2 separate regions of the Triticum aestivum genome follow, and region 1 is linked to region 2. Evidence: chromatin contacts called from public Hi-C data. All regions are on one chromosome and are shown on one strand. The core of a region is the stretch at or near the end of the contact, and the rest is flanking DNA. Distances in the headings are between cores, read along the strand shown.

The links. Hi-C and Micro-C count contacts between places; a contact is called where the count stands out from the background.
Region 1: a contact with region 2 is called in a Hi-C map of leaf, with 6 times the contacts expected there. The contact joins the promoter of LOC123190261 here to the promoter of LOC123190260 in region 2. A contact is called at or near these places in 3 of 5 Hi-C or Micro-C datasets (all in leaf).

Annotation. Positions count from the first base shown.
Region 1 is chr2A:689,315,359-689,319,687 of IWGSC CS RefSeq v2.1, forward strand. It overlaps LOC123190261 (60S ribosomal protein L7-2), which reads right to left and starts at 1,612. Exons shown (of 9, transcript XM_044602872.1): 1 at 1,517-1,612; 2 at 1,126-1,162; 3 at 413-588. The coding sequence starts at 1,612.
Region 2 is chr2A:688,778,148-688,782,804 of IWGSC CS RefSeq v2.1, forward strand. It overlaps LOC123190260 (mannosyl-oligosaccharide 1,2-alpha-mannosidase MNS1), which reads left to right and starts at 2,811. Exons shown (of 14, transcript XM_044602871.1): 1 at 2,811-3,136. The coding sequence starts at 2,975.

The DNA of each region.
Region 1 (4,329 bases), core at 362-2,861, 540 kb after region 2:
GAGCTGCGCTTCGTGGGAGAGGAGACGGCGAGGGTATGGGGAGAGGCGGCGGCGGTGACGGGGTTGAGTGCGCGGATTAAGTAGCAGGGGTTTGGCTTGCTAGGGTTCGGGAGGCGGATCCGACGGTCGCGAGTGGCTTGATGTGCACGTGGATGGAGATGGGGTATGCAGGGCCCGGGTAATGGCATACGGGCTTTTGTGGGCTTTGGGCCCCTGTTTCGTTTGCAGTTGTTACCAAATATTTTGTTCTTATTTCTCAAAAAAAAATTGTTCTTTTTTCCACTTGATGATGATGAAGAGCGAGCGAATGGGTTTTCCAGTACTTTGAGCGACTGGGGAGGAAACCCAGAAAAAACTAAACCTGCACTCCCTTCATAAAAAAATATATATAAGTGTTTAGATAACTACTTACACAGGGAGTAACTTTTGTTAGCCTATGAAGGCAGATTTCGACTTCGCCGCTGAGACGACTTCCGACGTCGGTGTAACCAATGTTTTTGCAATATAGTATACTTCCTACGATCCTAAATATAAGTTGTTTTGGTAGTTCGAGGGAGTACTTGGATTTGAACCATTTGAATGCAACCCCTAAAAAAATGAACGCAATATGTACAAAAAAGAATCAAATATTCTCAAAAAAGAAGAGCAAAACAAATTGATGATTTTTGCAGGCACAAACGAAAGTTCATTTGAATGCACATGGGGATGTTCTACGATGCATTTTGTAAAATAGTAACCATTAAAGCGAGTTGCTTTGAAAGGTTTCCATAATTCGCTAAAGTAATATAAAAGTTTATCACAAGTACAAAGCATCTTAAATATAATAAAAATTACTACAGACACCAAAACAAGCCGTCAACGCGTCGTTGTCGCCACTACCCTACCGGAGTTGACTTGACATTGTTGATGACAGCCGGAGAATTTTCATGCACATGCCCCTAAGATTCAGTGTCCTGGATCAACATACCTAGTGGTTGAAGCATTTATCTCTATACTTATAAAACATTGTTTTCTCTAGCCAGAGATGAATTGCTATCGCATGAGTATGCACACTAAACTCAATCTAACATCTGGACTTAGCCTAATTCGTTCTATCTTTGCACTTAGCAATTTACATTAACTGACCGTACCCCACCGTTAAGGGAAATATGAAACTCCACCCCTGGTCAATTAGGAAACTAATCACATGCACATTCTATTAGAAAACAGACCACGAGTGCATCTATTTAGGAAACTAATTATCATCTCCTATGGGGACTCGCGAGTCGTCTGCCACCACCACGCACGTGAACCACGGTGGGGGACGCGCAAGGAGGAGTTGCGGCTTCCTCCGGGCACACGCGTGTCTTTGCTGCCTTCATTTTCTGCCCGGAGGCCAGGGCGCTCTTCTGTCGCGGCTGCGGCAACTCCATCCAAGTCTAGGGCATACTCTTCGACAACCTCCGCCGCCACATCGCCAACAACATCTGCGTTGGCTTCAGCTCCGTCCGCAGCACCCACTCCGACAACCACCCACCACCGACGCCCTCCAAGTCCAGTCGTCGAACGTCATTCCTATCGCGATGCAGAAGGTGTCATCATTAACGTTCTTGTCGTCGTATGACTGGGCCATCAAGGACCTCCTGCAATTCTTCCTGCGTGCACCATCGAGGGCATCAATCGTCTATCACAAATCAATCAGGTGAACGTTTAATTCGTTTTGGGTGATTTCTGAGCTTTGCACGACTAATACTCCACTTTTTGCACTTGGTGGTGGGGTCAGATCTTGGTGGTGACGTGCGAGAAACATTTTTGGTACGGGAAGAAATTGATATTCCGAGTTTAATTAACATTTTATAATTCATTTGGGAAATAGATGTGATCTGGAGCATGAAAAATATTCCCATATATAGATGAAATGAGACAGATTTTAAGAATGTGTTTGTTTAGACCTGTATAGTTACAGTGAGGTTCATATTTGGACCAAGATGGATTTAAAAGTTAAATACATACATAAGTTTGGCCAGTTGATAAATTTGAATTCACTATCCCTCATAAAACGTATGTTCACTGGGTGTCACTGTATTCTTCGAGTTTTGCTGAAAACACTTGTTAATATTTGATCCTCGATAGTGAAGTTAGTTTCTTCATATGTTGGACATGCCACAAAAGTTGGTAGGCAGAAAACATTAGCAAAAAAAAAAAAATCCTGTGGGTACCACTAGCTCCAAGCGGGTTTGCTCTGCTTGAAGCGGAGATGTCAGTATATGGAAAACAAATTTTACCTGTAGATTTTTCATCTAAAATTAGGTGCATACTGTATTGCTGCACATAGGTACGCAGTAAACCTCATCTGTACTCAGTTGTCCAGGAGGATTACGGGCCAGTTCTTTTCGGCGATTCTCCCAGAATCACCCCCCTCCCCAGCTTCTCCCAGAATCATCACTTTATTTTTTTTTACAATCCTATCTAGTTAAGGTCTAATTAGCTAGGATTGTAAAAAAAATATATGGAGTGATTCTAGGAGAAGCTGAGGAGAGGGGTGATTCTGATAGAATTGCCTAAAAGAACTGACCCTACATATAGGGAGCAGAACAGACGAGGGAATACCCACGCACACGCTACAGATCCTATATTCTAGGAGAGGTGGACTACCTCGTGTACAATACATACAACGCAGTATACAGAATACATGTATATCTCAATCTTGCACAACTTCAATTTTCTAAAGGAAAAAAAAACAAATGCTCCACTAGTTAGTCATGTTTGCAGGGTGCATCACTGCAATTAAACTTTTCAGTTTGTAAGGTAGATTTTTTTTTCAAAACTGTGATGGTTTTTATAGCAAATTCAGAATCTATACGTCCTCACGCAAGAAAATCAAAACTAGCGTCCTGTCGGTCTCCAGTTGGCCGAAGAGAGACTCTTCGGTCTGCGGTTGACCGAAGTGGGCTCTTCAGCCTCTCATTGGCTAAAGAGTACCCCAACTGGGTCGAAAAAGACTTTTTGTCAACCGTAGGCCGAAGAATACCCTTTGGGGCCCAAGGCCTACCATAGGAAGAGCGCAACCATGTAGTTTCGGCCTCCCGTTAACGCGAAAAGTTGGGGCCCAAGGATCATGACCAAAAAGTGCTCTTCGGCCTACGGCAGACCAAAGAGTCCTTTTCGGCCCGGTTGGGACACTCTTCGACCAATGGGAGGTTGAAGAGGGGAGCTCCTGTTTGGCGCCCTCAGCGCCCCTTAAGCTAGTTGGCGCTCGCAGGGACCTGTAGTGAGCCGGCCCATTAACTTGCACTGAAGCACAGCGAAATGCAAAAGATAAGAAAACAAAAAGACAAATTGTTTATATTTGTGACTAGCAGGTTTCGAACCGCGAACACGACCATGGAAACCATAGTCGGTAACCACTAGGTCGACCTCATTTAGTTGTCTAACATTTGGAAGTAGCGTTATTTGAACTTACTTTAGTTAATATATTGACCCTTTTCCTTTTGCGAGTAACATATACTATTATGAAAAACGAAAGAATAACTTTCATAATATGAAAACGTTTGTGAAATAAAAAATGTTCACGAATTTTGAAGAACAATTCATTTTTTTATAAAAAGTTCATGCAATTTAAAAAAATCATCAAATATGAAAAAAGTTTGTGCAATATTAAAAAATTCATACAATTTGAAAAAAGTTCATTGGATTTGAAAAAAGGTTCATTGATTTCGGAAATAGTTCATCAATTTCGAAAAAAGTTCACCGAATCTGAAAAAAGTTGATTGGATTTGAAAAAAGTTCATCAAGTTTGAAAAAAGTTCATCAGATTTAAAAAAAGTTCATCGGATTTCAAAAAACAGTTCATCGAATTTGAAAAAAGTTCATTGATTTCAAAAATAGTTCATAATTTCAAAAAAAGTTCACCGAATCTGAAAAAAACAAAAAGCTCATCGGATCTAAAAAAAGTTCATCGAAATTGAAAAGGAATTCATTGATTTTGAAAAAATATTACGGAATTTGAAAAAGGATGTAGAAAAAAGAAAAAACCGAACTGGCGCCGACAATAAATAAAGTGACTGAAGTAAATATTCATAGAAGCGGTCACGGCCTGATGGCTAGAGCCTAGCACTGGTTGCGATGTGGTTCTTGGTTCGATCCCTTTCTTTAAAAACAGAAGAAGAAGAAGAAGAAGAAGAAGAAGAAGAAGAAGAAGAAGAAGAAGAAGAAGAAAGCAAAACGGGCCGAGCCCAGCTAATCCAGCTGCGGGCGCCCGTTTGCAAATTGCACTGTAACGGGCGCCTGCAGCGCCAAATAGGAATTGCCGTTGAAGAGCCCACTTCGGTCAACCGCAGGCCGAAGAGC
Region 2 (4,657 bases), core at 1,561-4,060:
TATCCAAAATTTAATAGCATTTCTTGTATGTGAATATTTTCCATAAAAGAAATTATGTATATGTAATGTTCAAAATTAGTCTTCAGAAGATATTATAGTCCGTCTGATAATTCATCGGGAGGAAATGTATTTTTTACTTGCAAACATCTAGACGAGGAATTCTTACCTTTGATACAATATAGTCATGACCAATGATCTACTGCAAATAAAAAAAACCTAGAGCAAGCATGAGAATATCTTGTGAAATATTGAAGGCTATGTAACCTTGTTGATGCTTATAGGTTAAAGAGGGCCGAATTCCAAGTGGCATATCATTGAACATTTCGATGAGCATTGAACATTTCAATGAGCATGTGGAAGGAAAACATAAACCTGCATACTACCTCCGTCCGGCTTTAGAAGTCCGGTCAGCCATCTTGCCCCGTCCGCATTTGCTAAGCCTGTGCCTTAAAGCTGCTGTGTTTTTCTCGTAATATGTGGCGTCTCCGGTGAGCTGATTGGGCATGCATATGCATGCATGCAAGAGAGAGAAACAGGTTGGTGCATGCACAATATTCATTAGATGCATGCGGGCAAGGCAGAGAAGGGTTGCATGCTTTGGGGGAGAAAAAGAGGGCACCTTGGTCCTAGAGAATCGGTCGGCGGGCCTTAAAAACCCGGAGGAAGGTAATACTACAGTAGGATAACCGACTTGTCTATAGTACATATGCATAGCAAGTGTAGTCACACACGCCTGTCAGCAAATTCAGAAAGGAGGAGTTGAGCAATATGCAATAAAATTATATACGGCGATGCCTAGATTCTATCTTTGCTTTGGAGCTGGTGGTGAAATAAGTTGGGTTTTCAGGGAGCATGGATAGTAGGAAGTAGGAACACCTGAGAGGGTTCCATGATCAAGGCTAGGTCGAGCCATGCTTATGCGACACCACCGTTCTTCTTTTTGTGCAAGACCATCATCATATTTTAGTGTGGTTGGATCCATGTGATGGTGCCACAATAGAAGTTTATCTAGAAGTAATGCACATAGATCAAAATTAAGAATGCCATATAATAGGTTAGCCATATACAGTTTGCTATGAGCCATTCAAAATCTAGGTGTGGTGCTGCTAAATCTCGCATCGTGCATAACAAAACACAATTTTGAGGGTGCACTATTTGGTTGGAACTTGTACATCATGCAAGAATTCGTAATCTGAACCTAAAAAACAAATAGAAAAGCAAAAATAGACATTATCGCAAGAATTCAAAAGTGGTTGCGGGTGAGTTTGCGATTCAGCACTTTTAGTCTTACTACGGACAAGTTTCCTCAGTAATCTGCGTTTATTTCTTTGGAACTATGTGCCCCTAGAAGCAGTTGTTAAGTAATATGATGCATGCTAACACTATATATTCAGTTCTTGCTGCCCACTACTGAATTAGCACGACTCCGCCATGCATTAGCACGACTCCACCATGCACCAGCATGTTCAGTTCTTGCTGCCCACTACTTCTGATGACTAAATCAGGACAATGCCCAAACAAAATATCACATTTTTTCATGTAAATATATAGATGTATGCTGACTTCCAACAAAGTTCAGAGCCTTCTACTCATCATCACTTGCAGACAAACTATAATGAATACAAAGGAACAATTTACCAAATGACTTACTGAGACAACTAAATAGACTCGGGAATATGTGCCCAGGTATTTAGTCCAAACGTGATTTTGTTTCTAAAACCTCCTTTAAGCACCGTCACTCAAAGATCCTAGTAAACATATAGAATCCATGGAAAACGTCACCTTAATCGACTGCATGAGTATGGCCTCGTCCTCGAATCTGAGCTCTGCATCAAAGCCATCAAAGAAACCAATGAGACAAAAAACCACAGCAAGGGAAGGGAGAGGCGTTGGGAGTGGGAGTAGCGAATGAGCATTTGGGACAACAAAGCCGAGGGCGAAGTGATCCACTCCTCCCAGTGCACCGATGCCCTCATCGACGAGACAAAGGGGGTAATAAGAGAGGGGACAGAGGGAGAGGGGGAGAAGATAGAGGCAAACCTGAACCACCTCAACCTCGTTGCTCCTGGTGCTCCGGTCGGCGAGCCTCCCTCCATGGCCGACCTCGCCCCCATTCGCCGCAGCACGACCTCCTTACTCCTACTTCTCAGGACAACGAGCCTTCCTCCATGGAGACCCCACTGCTTTTGCCCGCAGGTGCTGACCTTCTGCACAACCCAAGCCCGACCCGGGTGCCGCCATAAGCGACAGGGCGACGACGTCCTTCCCTGCCTCGTACTGGATCCGCGACAGCCGGTGAAGGCGCCGGGGCAATGGTGGGGAAGCAGGAGCAAAGGGGACGAGCACGCACACGCAAGGAGAAGACGCGCCGACGCAAGGGCGAGCGGAGGCGGCGAGACAAGGGCGTGAGGGCAAGCGGAGGCGGCGGCGCGACAGGAAGAGTGCGAGCGCGAGTGCGGGAGTGCTAGGTCACACCCATGTCGTTATTGGATATTTTTCCAACCATGTGAAATGACGGAAATACCTTTGGCGGGGCACTGAATTTACAGGCAGTGGCACGAACGAGAGGAACTATTCATTGCTAAAGCATCCAGTTTTGATCCGGCGGTCCAGATTGTCTGGAGGTTAGATCGAACGGTCCAAAACGCATCAAAAATCGAGATGAACGGCCGGATGTGCGAAATCGCTGTGAGCGCTCGGGGGCTTTGTCTTTTTTGTTTCTCGATTTTTCTCGATTGAAGTGGTTATTTACCGGAAGTAGAGTAGGGCCCACATTGAGCGATGACCGCCGAGACCCTCAAACTGTCAAACACTGACGGACAGAGTAAACACTGAAACACACACATCCACGCGGGGACAGCACGACCGACCCGCACGCACACGCGCGCGGCCCCGGCGACGTCACCGGAGGGAGACGGCGACGAGCTTCGGTCCCCACGACCTCCTCGCCGGAGCGCCCTAGGCGGCCTCCGCCATGGCTCGCCGGTCGTCGTCCTCCTCCTCGTCCGGGGCGTGGCGGTACCTCAACCCCGCCTACTACCTCAAGCGGCCCAAGCGCCTCGCGCTCCTCTTCTTCGTCTTCGTCGCCGCCACCTTCGCCTTCTGGGACCGCCAATCGCTCGTCAGCGAGTACGAGGTGCGCTCCCCCCGTCTCGCCCCTGGAGAATTCTCCCCTGATCCGGGTCGGAACCGCGGGGATCTGATTGAATTTGGTTCTTGCGGCCAAGTAGCTTCGAATTCGTCGCGGCGCTGGTTGGGCGCTGGATCTGGGTTTAGCGATGACTTGTGGTTTGAGCCGTCGGGATAAATGGGTTTAGGCTTGTCTGCCTATCTGGGGTTCATTTGGGAGAGATTGTGCCGAGGATCTGGCAGTCCGGTTGAATCTTGACGCTTTTGTCTGAGATTTGATCTTTTGAGCGAGTGGATCTTATGAGGGGCCACTAGGCTATAGCTCAACTATACGTGTGTAACGATTATTGGTATTAGTTTAGATTTCTTTCCAGCTTTGACTGTAAATTTGGCGAAGAATTGTATGTCTTTACAATCCTAGAATTAGTGGGATGAATATGGGTACAGTGAGGTACTTTAGCAGCTTAGAATTTTCTCAGGCGGGGAGACCTTAACTGTTTTAGTTAATCCGGGGAAATAATCCAGACCTTGCCATGTTTCTCAATTACTACATGGTGTAGATTTGGAGAACATAATACTAGTTGGAACATTATTATACATGGCACATGCAACTTTATGATTGTGGTTTGTAGTGAAACTGTTCATTGAATAGCTGTTGTATTCTGAGGAGTGACTGTAACTCTGATTGCCCTATTATGTTAGTATAGTCATATAGAGACTCATATTGGTTTAAGCTTGGCAAGATACAAATGTTCATTGGGACTTGTTATGAGTAATTAAATAATTTGGTGGATGCGAGTATGCGACACGTGAGCTGTACTATTTATACTACCGTTTGTTAGATATGCTAGTTAAGTTGATCCAGTTCTCAGTAATCGGATGAGTGAAATCTGAATTGGATGTAAGGTTGATATCCCATCTGCTAGTTAGAAATGCTATTTATTTGGTCTTTTCTCTATTGTAGTGCCCTTCTTGTGTGAGAGTGAATGAAGGTATAGTATTCAGTCAAGAAATTTTCGTAACGGCTCATGTATTTGACGTCATCACGGATGGCAAGGTATAGTGTGGCATTAGATTATTGTAGTTCATTGCCACTGTTACTGTGATCAGTAGGTATAGTTGGGCGTTGCGTGTGTATGGCTGTTGTGACATATTATTTGATTTAATTCGACTAATATAAATCTTTCTTAAATATGCATATACCTCTTACATTCCTATATCACTTGAGTTCCTTGTCAAATGTAAAGCTTAAGAACCTGAGCATCACTATAATTAGCGCTATCCAAAAGCAGCATGTGGCCAAGTTGAATTGTGCTTGTTGGCATGATAACTATGGCTGCTAAATGTGAATGAATAAGGATGAGGTTTTGGGATGCACTTGATAAATGTGTTCTTGCCGCTTCATTTAATTGGTACCATCTGTACTCCGTAGACATGCAGTTCAGCTTCTTTTTTTTTTTTTTGAAGAAAGGCATCGACTGTCATTTTATATTTCATTATTCATTGCTTGTTTTTCAACCTTATTTAC